Linked DNA regions of Mus musculus: regions 1, 2, 3 and 5 are each linked to region 4. Evidence: chromatin contacts called from public HiChIP or PLAC-seq and promoter capture Hi-C data. All regions are on one chromosome and are shown on one strand. Each heading gives the region's core, a stretch centred on a gene start, on an enhancer-like site or on the middle of the called end of the contact. The rest is flanking DNA. Distances are from core to core; before and after follow the strand shown. Region 1 holds the start of Cramp1l (cramped chromatin regulator homolog 1). Region 2 holds the start of Msrb1 (methionine sulfoxide reductase B1). Region 3 has its middle 8.2 kb from the start of Gm17801. Region 4 holds the start of Hmga1 (high mobility group AT-hook 1). Region 5 holds the start of BC003965 (cDNA sequence BC003965).

Region 1 (2,886 bases), core at 75-2,574, 2.5 Mb before region 4:
TCCGCCGCGTCCGCGCCGCCGGGCCCCTCTCCGTCCAGCGACTCCTCATCGGCCGTCCGCTTGCCCAGCTTCTTGAGCCCTTCCTCCCCGCTGCCGGCGTCGCCCAACTTCACTGTCATCCTGCGGCGAGAGAGACGAGGAGCGGTGAGGCGGGCGGCAGGCAGAAGTTTACCGCCGGCCTCCCAACATGGCGGCCGTTGTTTGTTCCAGCGCCGCCCGCCGCCCGCCGCCCGCCCGAGGGCCCACAGAGTGCTGAGCCCGACCGGACCGGGACCCCGCCCCGCCCTTGGATGCCCCTAACCCAGGTAGACCAACACAGCCCGGAGCCACGGAAGGCACGGCAGCATGACCTGGCCTCTGCGCTTTGGGTCCCGCAGTACCGCCGTCCCGCCACCACCTAACCCAAGGAGCCGCAGCTCATGGCCCCCAGCTTGATCCCGCCTCGCTCCCCGCACTGCCCGTGCCTCCCCTCTGCTCCCGAGCCACGCGCGATCAAGCCGCGCACCTGCCTATTGCAACGGCCCGCGCTGCCCTCCGAGCCCCTAGTGCTCCATAGGCCAAAACTGCCGCTCCCTCCAAAGCTGGCATGCAAGAGAGAGACTCTGCACTCCGGAAACCTTCCCAGGAGGGAGATGGCCCGACTACACCTCTCATTCAACAAAGCCTGTTGCATAGAACAGGTTAGAGAACACCGGAAAAGTGACAGCAAACACTGTTATGTTCCAGTCGGATCTTAAGAATAGGAACTGAACTATGTAAACAATTCTGGAAACAACAAAATTCTTGCTTTAACTTCTACCACTGTCATAAGATATCGATAAGCAAAATAATAATTATCTGTAGCTAGGAGAAATTATACTCAGAATAAACTAAAGTTCAGGTACATTCCAACATCTTAAGACAGGCTGTGTACATGATGAAGCAGGACAGAGAAACACTCCGTTCTTTAGCAGACGCTAGGTCCAACATAACTGTTGAAAACATTCCACTTAAAAAGAAAAGCAGACAGAGCAAGGTACCAATGATAACAAAGAAACAGACTGAAGGTAAAGACAGAGATGTAAAACTCGAAGTAACACCATAAAATGGTGCTGCCAAAAACGGTGTGCAATTTTCCTGTTTGGCACTGATCTTTCAAATACTACCTTAAGAAAACCCTGGCACAGAACCACACAAGACACAACCCCACGCTAAATGATTTTATGGCACAAGACTTCGAACCTATTCACTTTTAACCCCCTCACCACGGTTCCCAAAACCCTGTCATTGTGCTAGGGAGCGAAACCCATTCCCAGAACCAGCACTGCCAACAGCACCAAGCAAAATGCATCAATCCAACAGGACCCACTCGCCGGCGCGCTGGGCCCTGTCCCCAGGCACATTCCGGTCGTTCCCCAGAGGCGGTGGACTCCATAGGAGTCCGTCACCGAAACCCGTCACTTCCTGACCGTGGGAGGCGCGGGCACTGTGGGCCTCGTCCCGGCTCCACACCCTTTGTCCCATTTCGGGTGGGAGAAGCTCGCACCTTCCTGAGGAGCTGACCGCTGGCTGCACGCGGCGCAGCCCACGAATACCGCGGCCCCTCCGCGGATCCCGAAGGCTCCCAAGTGCAGCCTACGGTCACCTTTTTCATCCACGCTTCCCGGCAGCCTGGCTCCCGGATCCCGGGCCTCCGCAGAACCGACCGGGCCCGGCAGCTCCGGCTGCGGCGAAGCCGCGACGCCGGGCTGGTGGTCAGGTGTCAGGCGCGGTCACCAAGCACTGTTCCCCTTCGCAAGACCTCTCCGTGGACTGGCGCGCGGCTAACAGGGCTGACGGCACCGGTGCAGCCGCCACTCGCCCTCCCACACCCGGGACGCCGCGCTCTAAACAGTTCCGGCTACGGCGGCCGCCGGGGACCTGAAGTCGGCGCCGGAGCGGGGAGGGGCGAACGTCCCGCAAAAAAGACGAGCACGTCCAGCTTTTCTGCGGGCGCGCCCAACCAGCTAGGCTGCCATTGGTCAGCAGGCGTTACGTGCGCGCGCCCGCACGATGTACAGGGGCGGGCCCGCAACGTGGGGCGTGTTGTGACGGCAACCTCGCGCCCTTGCGGATCATGCGTCTTTTCCGATTGGCCAACCGACAGCCAATAGGATCAGCGTGCTGGCTGTGATTGGCTGAGACTATGTTGACGGATGCGTGAGAAGAAATCACCGCCTCAGCGGGGCGTCTTGAAGCGCGCGGGAACTCGGGTGGGGACTTTGCACTTTGAAAACAGGTTTAAGACCATAAATGTATCGTAGCATAGTCCACTAACACTTTTCCTATTCGAAGCGATAAGGAAATGTGTTTTTAAAACTCTAATGCTTATGCATGTGGCGTTTGAAAAAAGTATCCCAGTTTGCAGGAGGTCCCCGCCTCTGGTTATCCCCTTGGCTCATTGGCGTGGACCGTGCTACTGCGCCTGCTCTTCAGCGACACTCGCCGTTGGCTAACACTGGCTAAAGTGCACACGGTCACCCAGGGAACCCTGTGCCTAGCTGCTGCAAGCCTCTGCTGAGTACCGCTTGCAGCGGTCTCTCGAGGCATCAACGCGCCACGCGCCGGGGCGGTGTCCGGTACTCAGAACGTTCCAGAGAAGCTCTCGAGCCGCGCCTCCCCATCCGATGCAATGCAACTAAGCTCCGCGAGGTGCCGACTGATGGCCTGCGTGGGGTAGGCAGGATGAACTCGGGGAGAAAAGTATTAGGAGCCTTGACGCAGCTTGCCCCGAGTAGCAAATAGATCTGGCCCACCCATCAGCGGAAAACCCAAACTGGTCCTAAAGTGGGCCTAAGACTCAGAGCTGCGCCGGGAGGTACCGACTGTTTTCGGTTCTTTCCGCCGCAAGTCACCAGTGGTCGTTTC
Region 2 (2,700 bases), core at 86-2,585, 2.8 Mb before region 4:
TACTTAGTATTCAGTTGAGATGTTACTGCCCCCTGAGGAGTGACCCAGTGGGAAGGTATTGTCCCTGCACCCTGGGGTCTGCGCATAGGGCTCCCTCCCACTACAGCCTCCTAACTTGGCTGCCCTGTTCCTGGCTTGGTGTGGTCTGTCTCCCTGTAGGGTGGCTTCCCCCACTATGGGGAAGTGAACAATGACTTCATCATGTTAAAGGGCTGCATTGCAGGTACCAAGAAGCGAGTGATCACTCTGAGAAAGGTCAGTGCTGCTTGGCAAGCTGGGGAGTGGACTCCAGTGGCCTGTTCTGTCCTTTAGCGTGCTCTGTGGTGGGTTGTGTGGTGGGAGAGTAAAGGAAGGGGGTCTGGCAAGAGCGAGGGATTGACTGAGTCCTCCTTGGTGTGAACTGGAGGTCACAGGAGGAGTCGGGGCCCTCTGTCCTTGACATCTCTTCTCTCTTGGATACCCAGTCCCTTCTGGTGCACCACAGCCGCAGGGCCCTGGAGAATATTGAGCTCAAGTTCATTGACACCACTTCTAAGTTTGGCCACGGATGTTTTCAGACAGCGCAGGAGAAGAGGGCCTTCATGGTGAGCTAGTCCCACTTGTTCCAGAGAGGAACTAGAAGAAGGGGCCTTTTTAGCAAACCAGTAGAGCAGGCCCTAGGTGGCCCTGGCACTGGCCGTAGGTAGTATTTCTTGACTGACTCTCCTGACTAACTCTCATCTTGTCTCCTCACCTTAACCAGGGTCCCCAAAAGAAACATCTGGAGAAAGAGAAGCCGGAGACCTTGGGAAACATGTAAGATGTCTGGAATGGAGCACACCTGGGATGTAGCACTCTTGCTATCTGTCCGGTCCTTTTTGTTCAATAAAGTCCTGAGGCAACTCTCTCTGTCTGTCTCTGTGTGTCTGTCTCTCTTCCACATTCCCTGGGAGGCTTGATGTAGATCTTAAGCCTGGGTCGGAGGTTGGGTGATCCCAGACGCGGGCGCAAGGTTTAGCGCCAGATAAGAGGGCTATAGATACAGCTGGGTAGATGCGCCTCCACGCCAGTTGCACAATGGTATTAGTAGTAGCTACCATTGGCTAGTACCAATGTTTATAGCCTAGCCGCTGTACTGGAGCTTAGCATAGGTTTGGCCTTCATCTTAACAGCTAAGCTTCCTGGGAGCGGCTCCCTGGGCGGGGCCTTCTAGAGGCGGAAGTAAGGACGTGATCTCTGGGTAAACTTGGCTGGATGGGTGGGGTTTAGGGCCTATGGGAGGAGAGACTCCTTGAGGGCGGGGCTGCTAGGAGGCGGCCGTGGGGAATCCAAGAGTGACTGGTCCCCTCTAGGGGCGGGGCTTATGGCGAATCGGAAAGTGATTGGTTATTGGGACTGGGTCGGGTTTGAGTCCAGATCTTAGGGTTTTACCCGGACCTGGCTGGGAGCTTTTGCCTGTCCCGTCGCGACCATGTCGTTCTGCAGCTTCTTCGGAGGCGAGGTTTTCCAGAATCACTTCGAGCCAGGTACACCCCGTGGCATTAAAGCATACATTGCCTCCTGGGGAGCTGTGGAGTTCCCGAACCGGGACTGGGCTAGTGTGGTTGCCGAGGAGAAGCGAGCCTGGGAAAAAAGAACTTGGAGGAGGGGAGCTGGGTGGCCAGGGCATTCTGGAGCAGGAGGACTTGAGAGGAGAAGGGACATTCCGGTAGACTCTGTTCTCGAGGGGGACAGGCCTTGAACTTCAAATGTAGATCTCTCTGGGGGATTCTCTGGGCCAGATGCGTAAGGGTGATGCCACCGGATGGTGTCAGAGTGGTCTGAACTTTAGAGCGGAATGATGGTGGTATGTGGTCCAAGGTCAGTGTTGGAATTTGCCCTGACAATGTACCCCCTCGCCCACCCCACCCCCCCGCCTGCAACCCCTGATTTGCTTGGATGAGCGGACAAGCTCTGCACTTGCTGTTCAATCCGGAATGTGCTGTCCCAGATGTCTCTCCGTCCTCTGCGTTGGTTGTCAATGGGTTCTTGCCAGCATAAATGAAGTTTGACCAGTACTGTGAGAGACGTTGCTTGGCTCCCTTCTTGCTGGGTTCTGCTGATCTGGACTAATTTGGTAAAAACTATGGCACTGGCGTTCCAGGGGCAGGATCTGTTTGTTAGATGTCAGTCCTCTAGAGGGCAGGGCTGTGACAATGGGCACCTCTATAAGCCAGTTGTTGTAATACAGGGTTGCTGGGAAGAGACCTCCCTTGAATTCTTTTTGGCTACAACACTCCAGTTGCCCTCAGGCTACCCTGGCAAGCTAGACACTCACTCAGTTTTGCTTCCTCTCCAGTTCCTGATACAGGTTGAAAGAACAGTTCAGACTCCAGGGTGTCTGTCCTCAAGTGGTGGGTGACCGATGATTCAGTACCCTGCAGGTTCCCATTTTTAAGTCTTTCAAACAGTTATGTAATTCAGTTTTGCAACCATCCTTACCCCTTCCACTCATGTGATCTTTTGGGGACAGGTTGAAACCTTTCTTCCCAGCTGCTGTTTTCTGGGGTTCCCTATTTGGCTTGGAAGACTGTCCTCTAGGGCCAGTCTGTTCCTAAGACCGGAGCTGATATCCATGGTATCCAAGACTGTTGACTAGCAGAGATGCCCACTTGAGAAAGAGGACCAAGTGGTTACACTGGCAGTTAGGAGCCCTACTGTGTGGAGCTTGTCTAAGGGTAA
Region 3 (2,732 bases), core at 13-2,512, 2.3 Mb before region 4:
TTTCCTGTACTTGGGCAATGTTTTCTTTCTCAGGTCTCTGATGGGGCTGAAGACTAGTTACTTAGAGTCTCACAATTAACCTGAAGTTGATTAGGATTTAAGAAAATATTTTCAGGTGTAAAAAGATTTTTTTTTTTTTGGTTTGTAATATAAGAAATGATAAAAAGCAATTTAGGAGGTGGGGCAGTGGTGGCACATGCCTGTAATCCCAGCACTTGGGAGGCAGAGGCAGGTGGATTTCTGAGTCCGAGGCCAGCCTGTTCTACAGAGTGAGTTCCAGGACAGCCAGGACCGCACAGAGAAACCCTGTCTCTGAAAATAACAACAACAACAACAACAACAACAAAAAGAAGCAATTTAGGTTCTGAACTCGGGGCTTGCCAGGGTTGGATAGGGAGTGGCGTACTTTCTCCAAGGCTACCAATACAGATGGACTAGACAATGGGAACGTAATTCTTACCTGATAGTTCTCATAATTGGTTTTTTTTTTGTTTGTTTTGTTTTGTTTTGTTTTTTTTTTTTTAGAAGAACAGGTATCATATCTTTCTCTTATATGAATTTCCTGGATTTTTTTTTCCATTTTTTATTAGGTATTTCGCTCATTTACATTTGCAATGCTATACCAAAAGTCCCCCATAGCCACCCACCCCCTCTCCCCTACCCACCCACTCCCCTTTTATGGCCCTGGCGTTCCCCTGTACTGGGGCATATAAAGTTTGCGTGTCCAATGGGCCTCTCTTTCCAGTGATGGCCGACTAGGCCATCTTTTGATGCATATGCAGCTAGAGTCAAGAGCTCCGGGGTACTGGTTAGTTCATAATGTTGTTCCACCTATAGGGTTGCAGATCCCTTTAGCTTCTTTGGTACTTTCTCTAGCTCCGTTTGTTTTGTTTTTTTGTTTTTTTTTTTTTATTCTTTGAGACAAGATTTCTCTGTATAGCCCTGGTTGTCCTGGAACTCACTCTATAGACCAGGCTGGCCTTGAACTCAGAAATCCGCCTGCCTCTGCCTCCCGAGTGCTGGGATTAAAGGCGTGCGCCACCACTGCCCCGCTCTCATAATTGTTCTTATTGTATATAGCTTATTGCTGTTAGAGAAAATCCTTTTATTGGACTAAAAGGGGGAGATGTTGGGATTTCCTTTTTGTGCACCGTGTAAAGGGTGTCTATTATTTAAGTGCCAGTTGCTGTACTGGCAGAGAGCTGGGCACAGGCTGGACTTTGGTACTGTTATCTGTATTGGATCATCACCCGCTTTAGCAGTTTGTAAACAGTCACTCCCCTTGCCTTCTGATTGGTTTAATAAAGATCTGGTGTCAGTAGGTGGGCAGGAGAGGAAAGGCGGGACTTCCGGTCGAGATAGGAACTCTGAGGAAGAATTGAGAGGCGGGAGATTCGCCAGCCAGCCAGGCATGGAGGAAATCGTACATACCAGGGCTGAGTGAGAGGTAGCAGGCCTCGAGGCACACACGGACTAAAATAAACGGGTTGATTAGGTTATATGAGCTAGTTGGGAAATAGTCTAAGTCATAGTGCCTAAGCTTTCATAAATAATAAAAGTCCGTGTCATTCAGGAGCTGGTGGGTCAGAGACACTCTGGTGATCAAGGTTACCATCCAGAGCATCTGAAGAACTACAACTCAACAGCAACACCTTTTCTAGCCCAGATCTGGATGTCTTTTGCTTCCTCCTCACACTGAAGCTATACCACTGACTCCAGGGTCTGTCAGCCTCGGCCGAGCAAGGAAGGTAGCCCTTCCTTTCTCTCTGTAATAGCCAGCCTTGGTTGGTTGTCAACGTGATTTAGAATTACCTAAAAGCCAAGCAGCTGGGCTCGCCTGAGAGAGATTTATCTTGACTGGATTTGGGACGACTAAGATATTGTTCTGTTACTGTGAGAACCTGGGGCTGGAGAGATGTCTCAGTAGTTAAGGTCACTGGCTGCTCTTCCAGAGGCTCTAAGTTCAATTTCCAGCAAATACATGGTGGCTCACAACCATTTACCCTGGGATCTGATGTCCCCTTCTAGTATGCAGGCATGCATGCACACAGAGCACTCGTACATAATAAGCAAAAAACAAAAAAACAAAAAAAACCCAAAAACCCACCATGACCAAGGCAACTTATAAAAGGAACCAATTAGGGGCTTCCGTACAGTATCTGGAAGCTTATAACCTCATGCACAGGCAACAGGCAGAGAGAGAGAGAGAGAGAGAGAGAGAGAATCTTGGCCTGGCCTTGGTCTTGGCGCCAACAAGGCCACACCACCTAACCCTTCTAAAACCATGGGGATAAGACATTCAAATATATGTGTTTATGGAAGACATTCTCATGCAAACCACTATAAAGACCATCCTAAACCTGGAGCATTCGAGGTGGGAAGAGCCACCCTAAATATGAGCCACATCTGATGGCAGCCCACATAAAAAGACATGGAAGAAGGAAGCTTTTGCTTTTTGCCTGCTTGCACTCACTCTTGTTGGCATATTCATCTACCCCGCAGCTGAGGCGTTACTTCCCTGCTATTAGAATCCATTTCTTCAGGATTCTATCAGAAACTGAAGACCCCCAGAGACAGCTCAACAAACAAGCTGAAGGACAGACTGCTTATGCTGAAATGGACTGTTGCTGAAGGCAGATGATCAGGACTGCAGCTCTGAAGGATCATCGAATCAGCAGATCTTCATGAGGGCATTTGGACTGTTGGTGGGGTTGACACTTGTTTCTCTTGTA
Region 4 (2,700 bases), core at 32-2,531:
TTGGGAACGCCCCTCCATGACTTCCTCCTTCTCCAGGGGCACCCCTGGAACTGAGGGTCACCTGGACCTTGGTCCGGGACCCGCGGCCTGCCGTGGCCTCCCGCGCCTGACCGCTGCGCCCCACCCCCACCGAGCACGTGCTGCCCTGCGCCCAGGGCGCCATCCTACGGCCCGGGGGTGGGGGGTGGGGGGTAGCCGGGCCCGCCGCGCTCCCCACCCCCCACCGGAAACATTCCTGAGGCATTCCTGAAACTGGGAGGCCCGCCTCCCCAAGGCTCCCACCCCGCCTCCAGCCGGGCGCACGCTGGGCCCCCGCGTACCCTTCCACCGCCCGCGCGCCCCCCGAGGAGAGGGCTGACCGCGGAGGAAGGGGAACAGAGTTATGAGTCACAGTCGTGTGTCACTGGGCCCGAATTACGATTCCCTGCATCACGAGAGGTGTGGAAAGGCCGACTCGGGGAACCGAGGTGGGGAGGTGCGTCCAAGGGCCCGCGCCCGGCCTGCAGGGCGCGCCCCACCGCCCGCCATCTTCCCACTTAGGCTTCCTCCGGCCCAGCAACAAGTCTTTTGTTGACCCAGGCGCCCAGAGGCGGGAAACTCGAACCCCTGCCCTCAAGGGGCTTCCAGGCGCCCCTTGTCTTAAGTCGTAAGTCACGGGGGCGGGGAATCACACCAGAGGGACCTCGTGCTTCCTCAACACCAAGCAGCTGGCCACCCGTGGCTCCTCCCCGCGATGTCCCGGCGAGGCGGCCAATCGCTCGGCTCCTTTGAAGCCTGCACCTGGGTGGCGGCCGTTACTAGATTTAAACCGTTGGCGTTGGCCAAGTTTCACGTTTGGGTTTCACAAGACTTTGTTTTTTACGCGCCTGGAGGCCTCCGGAGACGCACACGCCGTCACCTGCTTGGTGGCAGAGGGGAATTAAGGAGAGGCCCTCGACATGGGCTGGGGGGGGGGGGCGGCGTCCGGGCCGCGAGAAGCTCCTTAGGGTACGCGTGGACGTCCGAGGGCACAGGCGTCAGCGCGCGCCTCCCCGCGAGGCCGGAGTCCACGGGGGGGCTCCTGTAGGTGTGTCCCCGGGTCCCCACTTAAACAGCAGGGCCGCCGTCACCGGTTCCTCCAACGCCAGGCTGCTCGGGAACTGTGAGAAACGAGGGCCGTCGGCGCGCGTGCCCGCGGAAACCGCGCGCACAGTGGCGAGCTACCCGCGCGCGGCGGCGGCAGCTGGCGGGCGGCCGCCCTTTTAAATCCCCGGGCTCATTTGCATGGCCCCGCCCCCCGGTGACACGGCTGGCGCGGGCGGGCCCGTCCCCCCTGCCCCTGGGTCGCTCTTTTTAAGCTCCCCTGAGCCGGGGCTGCGCTCCTCTAATTGGGACTCCGAGTCGGGGCTATTTCTGGTGTTGGCGCGGCTCCAAGAAGGCGTGAGTTCGCCGCCGCTCGGGTGGCTTCTTTTTTTCCTGTAGGTCTAGAATCTAATCACATTATTATTTATTGAGGCCGCGCACGGGCCGTGCCCAGCTTCCTGCCCCTCGCCATCCTCCAGGGGAGCGGGATCCGTCAGTGTTCCCTCGCCCCAGCTCGGATGTGACACACATCCCCGGCGGGGGCCCGGGCGGCGCGCACGCAGCGGTCTCAGCGCCTCTGCCCTCTCCCGGTTTCAGATCCGCATTTGCGACCGGCGGCGGTGGCGGCAGAGCCCAGGCCGGTGCCCTGAGCCCAGCCACGCCGCACCCGGCAGCCCCGAGCGCGCCCCGCCGGCGGCCTGCGGAGCTCGCGGTGAGTGTCCGCGGCGCGCCCGGGGGGCCTGCGGCGCGCGCTGCCCGCTTTATTCCCAGGCCCCGGGCTTGCGCGGGCCGCGGGAAAGGGGAGGCCGCACTGTGCTCGCAGGCGGCGGGGCCGGGGTGGGTGTCCGCGGGGCGCCGCGTCCTCCGGTCCCCAGGTTGAGGGTGCCCGGGTTGCGACCGTGGGGTGCGGAGACCCCGGGGAACGGCGCGCGGAGGGGGAGGGGGCGCGCGACTGCGACGAGCGCCGCTTGTGCACCCAGCGGCGCCCGTGCACCTCGCGCTCGGCGAGCCCGGCCTCAGGGAGGGGCGCGCGCTGCGCAGCGGCGGGAGGTGGGCGCGCGCCCCCCTCAGCCAGGGAAGTTCTAGAAGTGCGGGGGAGGGGCCCGGCGACCCGAGATTCCTCTCTGGCCTCTCCTCCGCCTTTCCCAGAGTAGTACTGTGCGTGGACGAGGCCGGATCGCGAGGGCCTGGGTTTCGGGGTTTCACCCCCCACCCCCACACACACCTTTGGCCCTGCCCCGCGCCTCTTCAACCTCCAGGGCCAGGCCTGCCCTCCGCCCCCACAAACTGGTTCCTCTGCTTTGCTGGGTTCTGTTAGAACTAGTCCCTTCGACTCCCCGTTTCTGCCCCCCCCCCCGCTTTGGTTTTCATGGAGAGAGGAAGGGGTTTTTTTCTTCCTGCGACTCGCACCAGGTTTCCTGCCCCCAAGGCGGGCTTGGGTGCCCCCTCTGGCAGGAAGTGGGGCCGGGCGCACCCGCGTGGCGGTGCATGTGGTCGGGGTGCGCCGTTTCCCGCGCCTAAAGGGCTCTGCGCCCCTCCCCCTCGTCCTAGCTCCTAGAAGCGCCGGCCTACAACCACCAGGCTGGGACGCCAGCGAAGGCATCCTCATTCTGGAGTAGAGGGCGCCTGGGTCTTAAC
Region 5 (2,866 bases), core at 187-2,686, 2.4 Mb before region 4:
GCGGGCAAAACCACCTGCAGGGAACAAGGCAAGTGAGTTTGCAGGCTGCTCCCAAATCCTGCAGTTGCAACAGGTGTAAATTTCCCCCCCAAGCTTCTGGATCCAATTGATATCAGACCCCTATTTCCCTGCATGGGGAGAAGTTCAAGTCCAGTCCCCCAGCAGAGGAGTTTCAAGTGAAGACAGGACAGTTGGGCTGGGTTTTTGTAGCTGAACTTCATGTCTTCAGGAGCCAGGTTGCTGCACTGTGAGTTGTGTGTCTCCCCTCTATGCTGCCTAGTGAGGGCACCCTCTACCTTCTTGGAGTGCTGTGTAAGACTGGCCCTCACTCTAGCAGGAATATCTACATCACTAACAGCCAAAGGCTGAAGGGTCCTTTTCCTGCCTAACTTCTCCCTTGTCATGCATGCTGTGGTGCCCTCAGACACCCTCCTGAGCAAAATAAATCATGGGGACTCTGCTTGCCCAGAAAGGAACTCACAGCCCCATGAGATAGAGGAAGAGGTGTTTTTTTGTTTTTATTCATGTCACTGGTTTACAGATCAAGAATAAAATCGGAGTGATAATCATTATTGAGCCCTGCGGTAAGACCAGGTGTAATATAACTCACTCTAGCTTCTACACAGCACAGGTACTAAGAAGACAGACACCTTTAGGGCTGATCCTCTTTTTTTTTTTTTTTTTTTTGTATTTTAAATTGGGTTGATGTTAAGCTGTGTAGTACTTGGGACCAGTGATTCTCTTCTATCTGCCTCCACAGTATTGGGATTACAAGGTTGCCTGGCTGATTCTGACGATGCAGAGCTTCAATCAGCTTCCAGATCAAAAGGCCAGGTGCACGTTAGCTATGGGAGTGTAATTTCAGAATCGCCTCCCTGTAGGCTGTCCGAGATCTGGTCAGCCTATGGTCTACACAGAGCCATTTCCATTCTTCCTGAAGGCAAATGGATTCTGGGGACCTGGGATAGTCTAGGTGGAGGTGATGTTTCTACAAGCCTTTTCAAAGGGACGGCCAGGCCGGGAGGCGTTTAAGGCGCGAGGGTTTCCCGCCTCCGTGCCTGAGAGCTCGGATGGAGCGCTAAGACTGGAAGATGCGCTCATGGAGAACAGGGACCAAGTCCCTCCCGGACGATGGTCCTGGAAAGAAGCCAGCAGATGCCACGGGTTCTCAAGTCCTTGGGCATCACACTAAACAGCCTCGGGCCAAGCTCTTCGGAGAACCGAGTCTGCTTCACTTTCAATCCGCCGCGCCGGATCAGGTCTCAATGGAAGGACCCAGAACGACACAAACCCGTAAGTCGTCCAGATAGTGATCAGGGCGAGGCCGGAGACGGAAGAGCTAGCGAGAGGAAATGCATCATTTCCGTTGCGCCGCTGGACCCACGTTTTGTAGTCGTGAAATTGGATGTGAAGTTCGGCTTCCGGTTTTGTGCGACGGAAGTGACGAAAGCGCGGTGCGCCTCAGCGTGCGAGTCGAGGTCGCTATGAACAGTGTCCTGTGCTCACGGGCTGCGGGGTGAGAGCCGTGAGGTGCCGGTGCGTGAGGGTGGGAGGTGGCCGTGGCTCCGGGACGCTTACTGCTGTCTCTCTTCCAGAGCGGTCCGGGCTCTGCGGCTCGTGGGCTGGGCTTCGCGAAGTTTGCATCCGCCGCCCCGTGGCCGGTCTCCAGCTCAGCCTGCAGACAGGGAAGAGGAGGACGACGACCCCAACCTCCCGATCCAATTTTCCGGCAGCAAAGCCACCCCGATCCGCTGGACCGTGGAGCATTCCCTGGGGAAGCCGCAGCAGCGGCCCTGGTGGAAAGTGCTGCCGCTCACCCTCACACTCGTGGCTCTGGTTGTATGGTGCTACCAGAGGGAGGAGAGCGGCATGGACCTGTGGTTGAGGCAGGTGTTGGAAGAGGAGGACGAGGAGGAGCCGGAAGGTCCTCCGGAGGAGCTTGAAGCTCCGGCCCTCTACGGGGCTAGAACGTAACAGGGTGCGTGCTGAGGAAGGGACTAGGCAGCCGTCCTTTCGTTGTTGAATTTGACGATTTCTGAACTGGTTCTGCGCATGTCCTCGTTGCTTAAAGGACTTGGATGGCGCTCTTGGCGCTGAGACACAAGAACACAGCACAAAGTTGGAGGCTTGAAATCTGATCTTTGCCGAACACCAATGCCCAGTGATTACGTCCATAGAACTTTTGAGGTTCCTAGAAAAGGTTTTGGGTGCACCTTATGCTCTTGAGTTATGATGTGTTCATACAGCCTAATCATGTTTCCAGCGTTCATCTGGTGGAGGTGTTACCTGCAGTTCATTCGCTTTCCGAGACAGACTAACTGCTGAAGTGTAATTACCTATATGTGTGCAACATCAGTTGAAGCTATTTTAAAAACTAACAAATGGAAAATACATTTGGTAAAGTCTAATGAACTCAATTTTCTCACCTCCCCTTTCATCATCAAGTAGGCTTTGGTTTTTTTGTTTTGAAACACAGTCCCCCTATTTAGCTCTGGCAGGCCTAGAACTGGCTATGTAAACCAGCCTTGCTGTAGACTTAGATATCAGCCTGCTTCCTGCTTCTGCTGCCATCTTTTTTTTTTTTTTTTTCTCTTCTGCTCTTCATTCCCACATGAGAACTTAAAAACTTGACAGAAGTGGTAGGGTATGCTTGTCATCTCAACACTTATGAAACTGAGGCAGGAGGATCCTAAGTTTGGGGTCTGCTTGGGCTACGTAGGGAGGGCCTGTCTCAAACAAAACAAAACATCAATAATATAGTGGGTTGGTTTTTTTTGTTTGTTTGTTTCTGTCTTTTTCACAGTGTTGTGATTGAACTCAGGAGTCTATTGTGCTATCCTACCAATGAGGTCTGTTTCCAGCTCAC

What was found. Promoter capture Hi-C pulls out the DNA fragments that hold promoters and counts their contacts. HiChIP or PLAC-seq counts read pairs in DNA pulled down with a chosen protein or histone mark.
Region 1: a contact with region 4 is called in a promoter capture Hi-C map of pre-B cells, with 2.2 times the contacts expected there. The contact joins the promoter of Cramp1l here to the promoter of Hmga1 in region 4. A contact is called at or near these places in 1 of 39 promoter capture datasets (pre-B cells) and 2 of 9 other capture datasets (adipose tissue and liver).
Region 2: a promoter capture Hi-C map of pre-B cells shows a contact between it and region 4, with 5 times the contacts expected there. The contact joins the promoter of Msrb1 here to the promoter of Hmga1 in region 4. A contact is called at or near these places in 2 of 39 promoter capture datasets (neutrophils and pre-B cells).
Region 3: a contact with region 4 is called in a promoter capture Hi-C map of liver, with 4 times the contacts expected there. The contact joins the enhancer-like site here to the promoter of Hmga1 in region 4. A contact is called at or near these places in 2 of 39 promoter capture datasets (both in liver).
Region 5: a contact with region 4 is called in an H3K27ac HiChIP or PLAC-seq map of regulatory T cell precursor, with 11 times the contacts expected there. The contact joins the promoter of BC003965 here to the promoter of Hmga1 in region 4. A contact is called at or near these places in 1 of 39 promoter capture datasets (pre-B cells) and 1 of 115 datasets of contacts at active chromatin or transcription factors (regulatory T cell precursor).

The regions. Positions count from the first base shown.
Region 1 is chr17:25,013,906-25,016,791 of GRCm38.p6, forward strand. Cramp1l (cramped chromatin regulator homolog 1) reads right to left here and starts at 1,325. Exons shown (of 21, transcript NM_020608.3): 1 at 1,222-1,325; 2 at 1-120. The coding sequence starts at 119. Ift140 (intraflagellar transport 140) reads left to right here and starts at 2,181. Exons shown (of 30, transcript NM_134126.3): 1 at 2,181-2,886.
Region 2 is chr17:24,735,258-24,737,957 of GRCm38.p6, forward strand. Msrb1 (methionine sulfoxide reductase B1) reads left to right here and starts at 1,336. Exons shown (of 5, transcript NM_013759.3): 1 at 1,336-1,505. The coding sequence starts at 1,451. It overlaps Rpl3l (ribosomal protein L3-like), which reads left to right. Exons shown (of 10, transcript NM_001163945.2): 8 at 160-255; 9 at 465-584; 10 at 743-886. The coding sequence ends at 799.
Region 3 is chr17:25,280,984-25,283,715 of GRCm38.p6, forward strand. No RefSeq gene overlaps it. Among named protein-coding and RNA genes, the nearest start is that of Gm17801, 8.2 kb to the left of the region's middle. Within about 2 kb of position 1,263, at least 63 of the 459 cell types and tissues checked have an H3K27ac peak or open chromatin away from gene starts, as enhancers often do. A contact at or near this core is called in liver, where this site is marked.
Region 4 is chr17:27,555,293-27,557,992 of GRCm38.p6, forward strand. It overlaps Hmga1 (high mobility group AT-hook 1), which reads left to right and starts at 1,282. Exons shown (of 5, transcript NM_001025427.3): 1 at 1,282-1,419.
Region 5 is chr17:25,183,125-25,185,990 of GRCm38.p6, forward strand. BC003965 (cDNA sequence BC003965) reads left to right here and starts at 1,437. Exons shown (of 2, transcript NM_183150.2): 1 at 1,437-1,516; 2 at 1,596-2,866. The coding sequence starts at 1,485. The coding sequence ends at 1,974.